Linked DNA regions of Zea mays: region 2 is linked to region 1. The links are chromatin contacts, called in public Hi-C maps. All regions are on one chromosome and are shown on one strand. Each heading gives the region's core, a stretch centred on a gene start, on an enhancer-like site or on the middle of the called end of the contact. The rest is flanking DNA. Distances are from core to core; before and after follow the strand shown. Region 1 has its middle 18 kb from the start of LOC103633206. Region 2 holds the start of LOC100191562 (putative cytochrome P450 superfamily protein).

Region 1 (6,044 bases), core at 3,071-5,570:
ACACGGTAACCGTCCCACATTATCGCGAATTTACAGCACTACTTTCTTAATCTCAAACCAACCCAGATCTATGCACACACTTGTCACGTATATACAATAGCATAAACGGTCTAATGTCGCGATATTGCACGGTTTATGATGTTACGTTTCATGTTCTTATGCAGTCGTAAACACTGAACAAACTTATAAAGTCATCCCACGTGATTTGCACGTCAGCAGATTTTTTTGTATGGTTTATGCACATTATTCAATATATTTATCCTGATATAAATGCTGATGCATGCATAGGTGAACTACCTTCCCAGATTCGTTGCATGGTATATGCAAATTCTATAATTCGGTTATACCAACATAAATGCTGACGCAATCACGCGGTTGGTGGCCTATCCGCGTCCTGGCTGGGGCTTCCCCTACTAATTGAAGCCCAAGGCTTCCATTACCTCGATCATATCTCTACTACTCTATAAGCCTGTAGTGTAGGCATCCACACCCCTGTGCACCATGTTCTGCCTCCACGCCCCTCCCCTGGTCGCCCACCGCCATCAGCGCCCTCCACCTCGCAAACCGCGTGCCGAAAACTTCGCCCGCCGCGTCCCTCGCCCGCAATCTCCGCTGCCGTGCCCACGCCCGTGACATCCACCACCCCAACCTCGCCCCCGCCCGCGGAAATCTCGCCCGCAAGATCCCTCTGCCCACCCACCGCCCCCTCTGCTCTCCGTCGATGGAAGGGCACCATTGACGCGTCGTGATCCTCGCTACCGCCCCCACGAGGCCATACCATGCCCCACTCCCATGAGGCCATCCGCTGCGCAGGAGAAGCATCGATCCAGAGATTAGGGTTCCCAGTAAGTCTCTACTCCGCCTCCCCCCAATCCCCTCCATCTCGCCTTCCGCCCCCGAGACACTCGGCTATACCATGCCCCCCGGCCCAAGAGATCGGTTTTTGGTGGGGGAGCTAGCACGGGCGAATGGCTGGCAGGGCGGAGGTAGCGGTCGTGGAGGAAATGGAGGTGGGGCGCTGATTGCGACAATCACGCCGCCTGATGTGGCGACACATGCCACGGTCGGTGGCAGGGAGGAGGCGATGCGGATGGAATGATGGTTGTACCTGTTCCGATCCAACCGATTTGGGATGCAGTACTCGCGCAAGCGCTATTTCATGCTCGAGGATGTCGCGCTCCACTGCTTCAAGTCTGTGCCATCCTCCAAGCGCGAGGTAACGCATGCCTCTCGGTTTCTCTTTTGTGTTGGGGCGTGGACCCCCTTCATTTTCCTTGCATTTTTGTGGTGGGATCTTGAGCGTTTGTCCACTGCGTGAGCGTTGAACACAGTCGCTTGATTGGTTCTGATGCTTTCTGCTGATCTGTTGTTTTGCTCGAATGGACTCAGTATGCTAATTGTCAAGAGGAGTTAATTGGGGGTTGGTTTATGCTCATTACCCAGCCGCTGGGTTGAGATAAATGCTTGCGAATTGTGTAGGTGGATGACATCGCATTCGATAAAAGTAGGAAACTATAATTTGATGTCCTGACCTAGAACAGAATTGCACTGCAGAGGCACCGTAGCCAGTTTGGACTGTTTGTACGCCAAGTATTCTCTAAGACTCTTTTATCGAAATGGGACAATGGTGGCTGAGACAACAAGTGTTATGGTTTCTACCTTTACACAATGTGTTAAGATTTAGGAGGGAAACAAAAATGTGTTGTTCAATTCAATCATGAGTTTATTAATATCACGATTGATGTTGTCTGGAGTCAAACTATTGGTATTTAGCATTTGAAGTTGAAAGGTTGCATTCATTGAACACTACACTGCTTGAAGATAATTACCTCTCACATGAAAAACATATTAGAGGAATTTTGTTCCATAGTTCATATAACTCACCGTACATTGCATAGAATGATCGAAACAGAAAAGTATAGACAACTTGCATTTAAAATAAATTTATAAGACAATCAATTGAATAAGTATTGTGAGCTTGAATGTCGTTAGAACTGACTTTTATTGATTATGTTTTCTTTTCAGCAAACCTATGCCAGTTGTGGACCAATCTAAGTTATCGAATATTTCAGATCCAATGGACCAATCTAAGTTATCGAATATTTCAGATCCAATCACATTCTTCCTAACCTTGGATTGTCTTGATGGCCGCTCTAATCAGCATTAAGCATGCACTAATAACAGTTCATCATTGCAGAAGCCGAGGAGGAGATCAAATGGCTAAATGGATTTCATAAGAGAGCCCGAGAAAATCATAGATCACCTATATTCTCTGTTCGCTTGTGTTATGCAACATGCTTGTTTGGATGTAAGTGCATCCATATCGTTCATTTCGCATGTTATTGCTACTGTTGAGTCAGACAAAGTGGAAACACTAGATTTCCTTTTTCTTTACATAACATTCTCTCAACCTGCCTGCAATGTGCTCATCAGCAAACAATAACTTATGCACACAAGTATCCCCGTTGCTACCACGGCTTCACTCTCCCCACGCCAACGACGCGAAAAAATAGTGTAGAGCAAGGACTCAAACCCACACCCCTTTCATGGGAGTCTCTACTACTTATTAAGTAAGCAATAGTAGTCTGCATCCCATCATTCTGCCGTTCTGCCTCCCATTTATCTGGACCGTCTGTTTCTATTGCCTATGCCATCCAGTCGCACGCGCCCTTCCCTGTCCACGCAAGATCCAGCCGTGCTGCAGCGTCGGTCGTGCGACGAGGCGTACGAGTCGCAGCGTCGGTCGTGCAACGTGCGCGGGCGGAGCACTCTCTGGATAGAACCGCTCGCCGACCCACCCACCGCACCACTCTCCCACCCAAATCGCCGGCCGATAGGAGAGAACCCGAGCTGAGGAGAGAGAGGGCAGCAGGTGGCGGCGCGGAGTAACACGCGGAGGGGAATGCGCAGCCCGTGTGAGCCTCTTGCCCCCGCGAAACCCCATTGATTCTGATTCCGCCGGCGAAATCAGGCGTCTCACGGCTCGGCCAACTAAGCGGTGGACGGCGGCGCCGAGGGGCTCGTTCGACATGGTGAGGGTGAGCTCGTGAGGAGCAGCAGCCACGGCGACGGGGATGATGAAGGGAGGGGCGGGAAGGAGACGCTCACCGCCTCCTTCCTCCGCTTCCTCCTCCTGCTTCTCCTCCCCCTCACCGCCCCTCTACTTCTTCTACACGCTGCACCTCCTCCTCACCTCGGTGTCGTCGGCTGCCTCCAACTGTGCGCCTGACGCCGTCTCGGTCTCCCGGATGTCTGCCAACCTCACGGCGGTGGCAGAGAAGCAGCTGCCCCCTTCCGCCGTGGCTGGGTCCACGTCGACAACGCTGCAGCACGAAGTTTTCGGCATCGCGGCGATGTCGTGGTTATGGGACAAGCATAAGGAGTACATCAAGGTGTGGTGGCGCCGGCGCGGCGCCATGCGGGGCTACATGTAGCTGGACCGCGAGGTGCGCGAGTCCAACATGTCCACGGCGTGCACGGGGCTCCTGGCCATCAGGATCTCGTCTGACACGTCCGCCTTCCCCTACACGCACCGCCGCGGCAACCGCTCCGCCATCCGCATCTCTCGCATCATCTTTGAGACGTTCCGCCTCGGCCTCCCTGGCGTGCGCTGGTTCGTCATGGGCGACGACGACACCGTCTTCTTCCCGGACAACCTCCTCACCGTGCTCAACAAGTTCGACCACCGCCAGCCCTACTACATCGGCTCCCTCTCCGAGAGCCACCTGCAGAACATCTACTTTTCCTACGGGATGGCATACGGCGGTGGCGGCTTCGCCATCAGCCGGCCGCTGGCCGAGGCGCTCGTGCGGATGTAGGATGGCAGCCTCCGCCGGTACCCGGTGCTGTACGGTAGCGACGACCGGATCCAGGCGTGCATGGCGGAGCTGGGCGTGCTGCTCACCAAGCACCTGGGGTTCCACCAGTACGACGTGTACGGCGACCTCCTCGGCCTCCTCGCGTCCCACCCGGTGGCGCCGATCGTGATGCTTCACCACCTCGACGTAGTGAAGCCGCTGTTCCCGGACGCGAGGTCGCGCCCCTCGGCGGTGCGGCGGCTGTTCGACGGGCCGGTGAAGCTGGACACGGCGGGGCTGATGCAGCAGTCCATCTGCTACGACAGCGCGAACCGCTGGACGGTGTCCGTGGCATGGGGGTTCACGGTGCTGGTGGTGAGGGGCATAATGTCGCCTCGGGAGATGGAGATGTCGGCGCGCACGTTCCTCAACTGGTACCGCCGCGCTGACTACACGGCGTACGCCTTCAACACGAGGCCGCTGGCGCGCAGCCCGTGCCAGAAGCCGGTGGTGTACTACCTATCGTCGGAGCAACGCGAGGCCTTGCACGGCGGGGAGACGACAGTGACGCGATACGAGCGGTGGCGCCATCCGAATGAGACACGACCCGCGTGCCGGTGGGACATAACCGACCCGGACGCGCATCTCGATCACATCATCGTGCTCAAAAAGCCTGACCCCAGGCTCTGGTAAAGGGTAATCTTTCGTGCCACATCATTCCTTTTTCTTATCTTGCATCCATAAACTGCAAGCATGATGCATTGTCGTTTACGTTTAGAGAGGACAAACAACTGGCCGATGCACAAACAGGCTAGCATTGCTGTACATATAACCAAACTCTTTTAAAGCATGGAATCAACAAAACTGTATCGTAGACCAATATGTTGCTTGGATTAGAGTACTATGTGCGCAGCCAGGTACTCACTCCGTAAGAGGCAAGCTTATAAGAAAAAAAACAGAGTTTGCAATGCCAAGATGTAACTTTTATAAAATCTGATGCTGTTTATAAAAAGCTGGACCTGGATAGTACTAGGCAAAGGCAACCCCGATGTTTCATGTCTAAATAATCGTGTCACTGATTTGATGTAACATGATTTGCAGTCTCCGAGGCGAAATTGCTGCAGAGTGGTGTCTTCGCCCAAGGATGGGAAGAGCGGGGAGAAGACGATGACCATCGATGTAGGCGTATGCAGGGAAGGCGAGTTCAGCCAAGTAGCAGGAGCATTAGCTTTTATTAGAGATAGATGAAGATAGGAAGATTTCAAATTCTTTTCTTCTTCCTTTTCTTGTACGAATCCGTTCCTCTTGGAGAGTATGAACTTGTCTCGTTTCAAATCCCTCTTTTTGCATGGCGCTTTGCACCTCACGTGCGTGTGTAACTACAGTTCGCAAAGCGACAGAAGGCCAAGACTTGAAGTTTTGGCCGGGCATCCCACCATGGCGACGGTGAGTCAACCCGCTGCCCCCACGCCCAACGGCCGAATTTTTTGTATTTTAGCCCCTAAACTGAAGTAAAATCACGTTTAGACCTAAAAAAATTTAAATGCAGTTTTGGACCCTTAGCTCGGCGCCATAGGCCGTGGCGCCGAGCTAACACAGCTCGGCGCCACAGCCTATGGCGCCGAGCTATGACGTGGCCATGGCGGGCAGGGATGACGTGGATGACCGCGTGGCGCCTAGCTCGGCGCCACAGATCTTGGCGCCGAGCTAGGACTTAAGCGTCCGAGCCGTTTCTTCTTCCTTCCAGTCTCGCTCCCGTCGTTTTCGTTCTTCTTCGCCATAGCCGATCGACCGCGCCGCCCGCCCCGCCCGCCGAGCGCGCCATCGCCCGCCCCGCCCGCCCGCCGAGCGCGCCATCGCCCGCCCCGTCCGCCCGCCGAGCGCGCCGGTCCATCGCCCCGGCCGCCGCGCCACCGCCCCGGCCGCCGCGCCACCGGCCGCCGCGCCAGCTCCCGCCACCGGCCGCCGCTCCAGCTCCCGCCCCGACCGGAGGTAAATGATTGGTGATTTCTGTCTAGTTAAGTTGGAATGAAAAAATGTGCATTTGATCCTAGTGTTACAAAAGTCGAACTTCGATTAGGTGTTCTATTGCATTATGCTGGATTACTGGTCAACTAGAGCATTCTTAATAGAGCTGAAATTCTATGCTGGTATGTGATGGTTGGTCTCTTTCAAACTAATTGACTCCTTTCCTTTGAGTTCAATGCAAATCTGGTCTGAGCAGATTTGGTACCTGACCATGATTTG
Region 2 (5,897 bases), core at 3,319-5,818, 140 kb before region 1:
ATTTTTAATCTATATCAAATCAAATGTTGATGTTAGTTATAAGTATTAAATAAAATCTAATTTTAAAATTAATTATACAGATATGCAGATATGCACTAAACGGTGTAATATGAATCTAATAAACCTACTATGTATTTAGTTTTATAATTTAACTATATTTAATACTCGTAATAGTCATTCAAACATCTTATATGATACATACTAAACATTGGATGTTTTAATGAATGACCCTAACCTACTCCTTGTGTCGACTAAAATTAATTTTTTTATTAAAGCTCATTTAAATGCACTATAGCTAATAGTTAGTTTGCTAAAAAATATAGTGAAATTAGTTGGCTAACAAATAGCTAGCTAACTATTAGCTAATTTGCTAAAACTAGATAATAGTTTAGCTATTAGATAGACTATTTAGATGTCGTCAGCTAATTATTAGCTCTAGCGCAATCAAACATAGCCTAAGTTTTTGTTTTAAATTTCTAGAGCTAATTATTAATTGACTAATAAGTTGATAGCTAAATTTGCTAGTTAACCATTAGCTAATAAGTAGAAACGACCAAGAGCAATTTGGTTAGCACCACATATTAGCTGGTACGGTTTTAACTGAGTGGAGGTAGCTAACAACTAGTAATAACTATTTAAGAATATAGCTCACAATTAACCGGTCCATTAGTGGACCTGTTATATACCTCTCATAAATTTTAGTTGTTAGAAATTGTTAGTTTTAGAAGTTTGGAATAGGACCTAAATTAAAGGACCCCACAGCTACCTCTGAAAAAACCTATAAGAGCACCACAGAGCTCAGAAGGGGGGACGAAGTGGGGCGCCTAGCTTCTTACTAGTTTTTTTTTTCCTTGCGCAAAGCTTGCACTTGCTGAGAGAGAGGGAGAGAGAAATCCAGAGATAAAGGCGCTTCATTCATTCCCTCTCCTGCTTTCTCTCTCCAACCCATCCGTCCTCTCTCTCCACACATAAAAACCAACGAAGCGGGCGAGTGATCAGGCAGAGGCAGCAGGCAGGAAATAAATTTGAAGAAAGCTAGACCTCTGATCAGCAGGAGCTCATGGGCGCCATGATGGCCTCCATAACCAGCGAGCTCCTCTTCTTCCTTCCCTTCATCCTGCTGGCCCTCCTCGCCTTGTACACCACCACCGTCGCCAAATGCCACGGCACCCACCCGTGGCGCCGTCAGAAGAAGAAGCGGCCCAACCTGCCCCCGGGCGCCCGCGGATGGCCCTTGGTCGGCGAAACTTTCGGCTACCTCCGCGCCCACCCGGCCACCTCCGTGGGCCGCTTCATGGAGCGGCATGTCGCACGGTGCGTCGCCGCCGCCGCTGTCTCTACCTCTGTGCAGACAGCAGACGACATGCATGCACGGTGCAGCGAGCAGCGCGCACCTATCATGCATGGCGCGACATCGATGGAATCAGAATTAGCTCTGAGACCGAGAGCTTGCTTGCTAACGCGGCGACGTCCATGCGTGCATGCAGGTACGGGAAGATATACCGGTCGAGCCTGTTCGGGGAGCGGACGGTGGTGTCGGCGGACGCGGGGCTGAACCGCTACATCCTGCAGAACGAGGGGCGGCTGTTCGAGTGCAGCTACCCGCGCAGCATCGGCGGCATCCTGGGCAAGTGGTCCATGCTGGTGCTCGTGGGCGACGCGCACCGCGAGATGCGCGCTATCTCGCTCAACTTCCTCAGCTCCGTCCGCCTCCGCGCCGTGCTGCTCCCCGAGGTGGAGCGCCACACCCTGCTGGTCCTCCGCTCGTGGCCGCCCTCCGACGGCACCTTCTCCGCCCAGCACGAAGCCAAGAAGGTACGGTACTCATCACCATCCTTCTTCTGACCCTTCAATTTGTCTCCACGCGTAGTACGTACGTGCCACATCAGATCAGTTCTATCTATATATGTGGCTGAATCTATGCAAAGGATCGCCGCTAACAACCGGTGCCCCGGCCGGGATAACAACCGGTGATGGGCGCGCGGCCGGCCGGATGACGAGTGCAGTTCACGTTTAACCTGATGGCGAAGAACATAATGAGCATGGACCCCGGCGAGGAGGAGACGGAGCGGCTGCGGCTGGAGTACATCACCTTCATGAAGGGCGTCGTGTCAGCGCCGCTCAACTTCCCGGGCACGGCCTACTGGAAGGCGCTCAAGGTAGGTCGTCGTCGTCTTCTTCGTCTTCGTTCGTGTATCTCTGACTACATACTACTCTCCCTAGCTGGCAGCTGCTAGTCCCGTACGTGCGCGCGCGTATAATATATGTGTCGACTCTGCAGTCGTCTGCGCGCGGCACACGGATTTTTGTTGCTTCCAAAAATAGGCGGCAACCAACGTTTTCATCAGACGATCGATGCAGCGCACAACAACCACACTACGGCCATGCATCTATCTATATATCTGAATATATGATGCACACGAGCGGAGAGCTAGCTAAAGGGACTAGCTTCTAGGTGTATCTCTCCTGGCCTACTAGCCTGTCAACGTTTTGTTTGGTACTCACACATCTCCCATCAGAAAAACAAAAATACGAAAGCTAGTGCAGAGAGAGGGATAGGTTGTTAAGTTTTTGTTTGGTAGTTTGTGTGTGGGTGGCCTAGCTAAGCTAGGGGCATGGTCCATGGATCAATATATATATATATATATATATATATATATATATATATATATATATATATATATATATATATATATAGTCTATACATGGTAGGCAGGGGCAGGAGCAGCGTGGGGTTTCAGATTTGTGGATGGTCCAAGGATCGCTGTGTTGTTATGCACACGTCCTGCTGCGTCAGGTCCAATCACACAGACCAGTGGATCATCAGCTCTTTCCTGCCACAGGCACTTGGATATATATGCACACATACCGCGCGCCTCATATTGTGTTCTCAGTGGACACTGATGCATCCACAGAATGGGGAAAAAAACACTAGAGATCTAGCTTTTAAATTTAGTTTCTACAGGCATATCTACATGCATGCTGGCTGGGTGAAGTTCTTCTGAAATTTATGCACCTAACTGCATAGCTGACAGCTAGATTTATTTAGCAGATCAAATTAAGGCCTGCTGCTCAGCTTGTTTTTCTTTATTTTCGTTCCCTAGCTAGCCAATATCATACTATCTCCTCCCCCCCCCACATCACTCATGGCCCCATAAAAATGTTGCCCGCTTTTCACTCCCCGTAAGAGGTCACCCTCAGATGAACTTTAGTGATTGCTCCCAGGCGCGGCATGCTGCATGCTTTGCTTTATTCACAGGATCTTTGCATCATACAATTCCATGTGGGGATTTCAGCTCTCTTTAATTTCTTGGGGAGTTTTTTTTTGGTAGACTATTGATCGAGAGAAAACCAATGATCAGGTCTCCATAACCTAACATGATTATGCGTTGGGAGAGCCCATCATTTATCATGATTCAACTGCTGACCGGCACTTGAGACATTGTTAATAAGCTGGTGATTGTTAGCACCCTTCATAATTTGCGTGCACTTATTAGCGGTCAAATGAAATAGCAAAGGCCGTTCTGTTAGCTCACGCACGCCAATCATACCTGAAAAACCAAATAAATACTTTGCCGGTTCTGTTTTACTAACTAGATGGATGAGCAAGAGAGAAGGGAAATAGAACCCTCTCTATCCATCTTTTGGCCGTAGATACATGTCATTTGTAGTTTTGTACCTCTGACTGAATGAGCAAGGACACTATTTTCTAAAAAACAGACAGAGCTATGAGCTAGCGACAAGACATTGGCCCTGCTGGACCGATAGGCAGTTAGGCAACACCTAAAGATAGTAGTATAGTACTGGTCTCCGATATTTTCCATACACAAATTAGATGACTTATTTGCACTAGAAAAAAAGTTTTACTTTTGTTGATCTCAAAATAACATGGTACAGTTGCCCATGGTGCATGGTTTTTTTTTTTTTTTTGTAGTCGCGCGCGTCCATACTTGGAGTGATAGAGAGGAAGATGGAGGACAGGCTTGAGAAGATGAGCAGGGAGAAGTCAAGCGTGGAGGAGGACGACCTTCTTGGATGGGCCCTGAAGCAATCCAACCTGTCCAAGGAACAGATCCTGGACCTCTTGCTGAGCCTGCTCTTCGCGGGGCACGAGACTTCGTCCATGGCGCTCGCCCTCGCCATCTTCTTCCTCGAAGGGTGCCCTAAGGCCGTGCAAGAACTCCGGGTACAAATCCGAACCAACAATCAGTTAGTTTTAGAGCACCTGCTTTTGTTCACTGGTCCGTTTTCAAACTTTGCACAGTGAGCTAGCTAGGTCGATGTTGGTCAAAACAAAACAAAACAAAAAAACATGGAATTATTATTATTATATATAGAGATAAATAATAGTTTACACCGGCATATGACTTGCAGGAGGAGCATCTCCTGATTGCTAGGAGACAAAGGCTAAGGGGGGCGTCCAAATTGAGCTGGGAAGACTACAAGGAAATGGTTTTCACGCAGTGTGTAAGCGCCCACCCCCCCTTTAATTTGTTCTGTTCGTTCCTTCCACTGCAGTGGTACTGTGGTAGCGCGAGATCCCCTTGCTCGCTATCTGGCCTGCTCCCGTCCAACTCGTACCAGCACAAACCGCCTCGTCTGGTTGCGTGGTACAGGATAGCAACTGCAACTCCCTCTCTCTAGAAATGTCATGTACGAACGGAGACCCGAGGCTCTCTGTCCGCGCAGAATAATTGGATGCCTACTTTTGGAGCGCATGGCGTCTGCTTGCTCTTGCTCTCATCATCTCCCAGCAGAGTTTTATGAGGTGTTTGGTTTGATGAATCACTCTATCCAAAATGAAGTGGTGTATCATGGGTCCATTCCTCAAATTTGGTGGGATGCCTTCATTGCACATATTATTACTAAACAACTAACTATGAGGAATGAGGTGGTGATGGATTAACTCACTCCAATTCACAAACCAAACAAAAAAGTGAGGAGTGAGAAGATGATGGACTACATAATTCCTCAAACCAAACACTCCATTAGAGTGCTGGCTGCCCCCATCGTCTCGCAACAATCCACATATGCTGAGAAGTACGCATTGTTCTTGTGTAGCACCTGACGACAGGAAGGTGTCTGTGCCGTATCTCGCTGCTCAGGGGTCTCATCTCATGTCTAAATAAACAAAACAGAATTCCGTCGCGAGACCTAAAACCAACTGTTAGATGTCGAATGCCTCGTCAGCTAGGCAGCTAGCTGCAAAATGGATGGAGCTTCTTCTTTCTTTCTTTTTCTTTTATGAACAGATTTCTTTTTTTTTCTGGTGTTCGTGCAGGTTATAAACGAGACATTGCGGCTCGGCAACGTGGTCAGGTTCCTGCACCGGAAGGTCATCCGAGATGTACACTACAATGGTACGACCCCTTTTTTTAATACCGAAGCTTTAAGCACGCGATTCCTGAAATCGGTCACGCACAGCACATGCAGACGGCCGGTGCACTGAGCGTTTCTCTCTGCTTAATTGCTTAATTGCGTTGCATGTTGTCTCTCGCTCTCGCTCTCATCAAAATGAAGGGTACGACATACCGCGGGGGTGGAAAATCCTGCCGGTTCTAGCGGCGGTGCACCTGGACTCGTCGCTGTACGAGGACCCCAGCCGGTTCAACCCTTGGAGATGGAAGGTCAGTGCCCTACCCCCTCCCCTCGCAAACTACTACTCTCTGCAAAAAAAAAATGAAGTCAGCATGAACGACAGATTAACTGAACAATAGATGTGGATGAACGTCGATCGCCGAAAGTATCCGAGCATGACAGTACGAGAGAAAATCCGCCTCTAAAAACGTTCACGGCTTGTGTCGCTAGAATCTGCGGCATGAGATGCATGCATGTGCCACGCCATGCCTTCTCAAGAGTGAAGAGTGAAGAGTACCCAGCCAAAGCACGACAGCTAT

Evidence for each region. A called contact is a pair of places that touch in the nucleus more often than the background predicts.
Region 2: a Hi-C map of ear shows a contact between it and region 1, with 2.6 times the contacts expected there. The contact joins two enhancer-like sites. A contact is called at or near these places in 3 of 25 Hi-C or Micro-C datasets (ear, leaf and tassel).

The regions. Positions count from the first base shown.
Region 1 is chr1:30,376,842-30,382,885 of Zm-B73-REFERENCE-NAM-5.0, reverse strand. It overlaps the pseudogene LOC103644526. Among protein-coding and RNA genes, the nearest start is that of LOC103633206, 18 kb to the right of the region's middle. Within about 2 kb of position 4,320, at least 15 of the 20 cell types and tissues checked have an H3K27ac peak or open chromatin away from gene starts, as enhancers often do. A contact at or near this core is called in ear and leaf, where this site is marked.
Region 2 is chr1:30,517,217-30,523,113 of Zm-B73-REFERENCE-NAM-5.0, reverse strand. LOC100191562 (putative cytochrome P450 superfamily protein) reads left to right here and starts at 810. Exons shown (of 8, transcript NM_001365501.1): 1 at 810-1,314; 2 at 1,488-1,815; 3 at 2,007-2,159; 4 at 3,935-4,186; 5 at 4,375-4,467; 6 at 5,282-5,360; 7 at 5,521-5,627. The coding sequence starts at 1,061. Within about 2 kb of position 4,568, at least 16 of the 20 cell types and tissues checked have an H3K27ac peak or open chromatin away from gene starts, as enhancers often do. A contact at or near this core is called in ear and leaf, where this site is marked.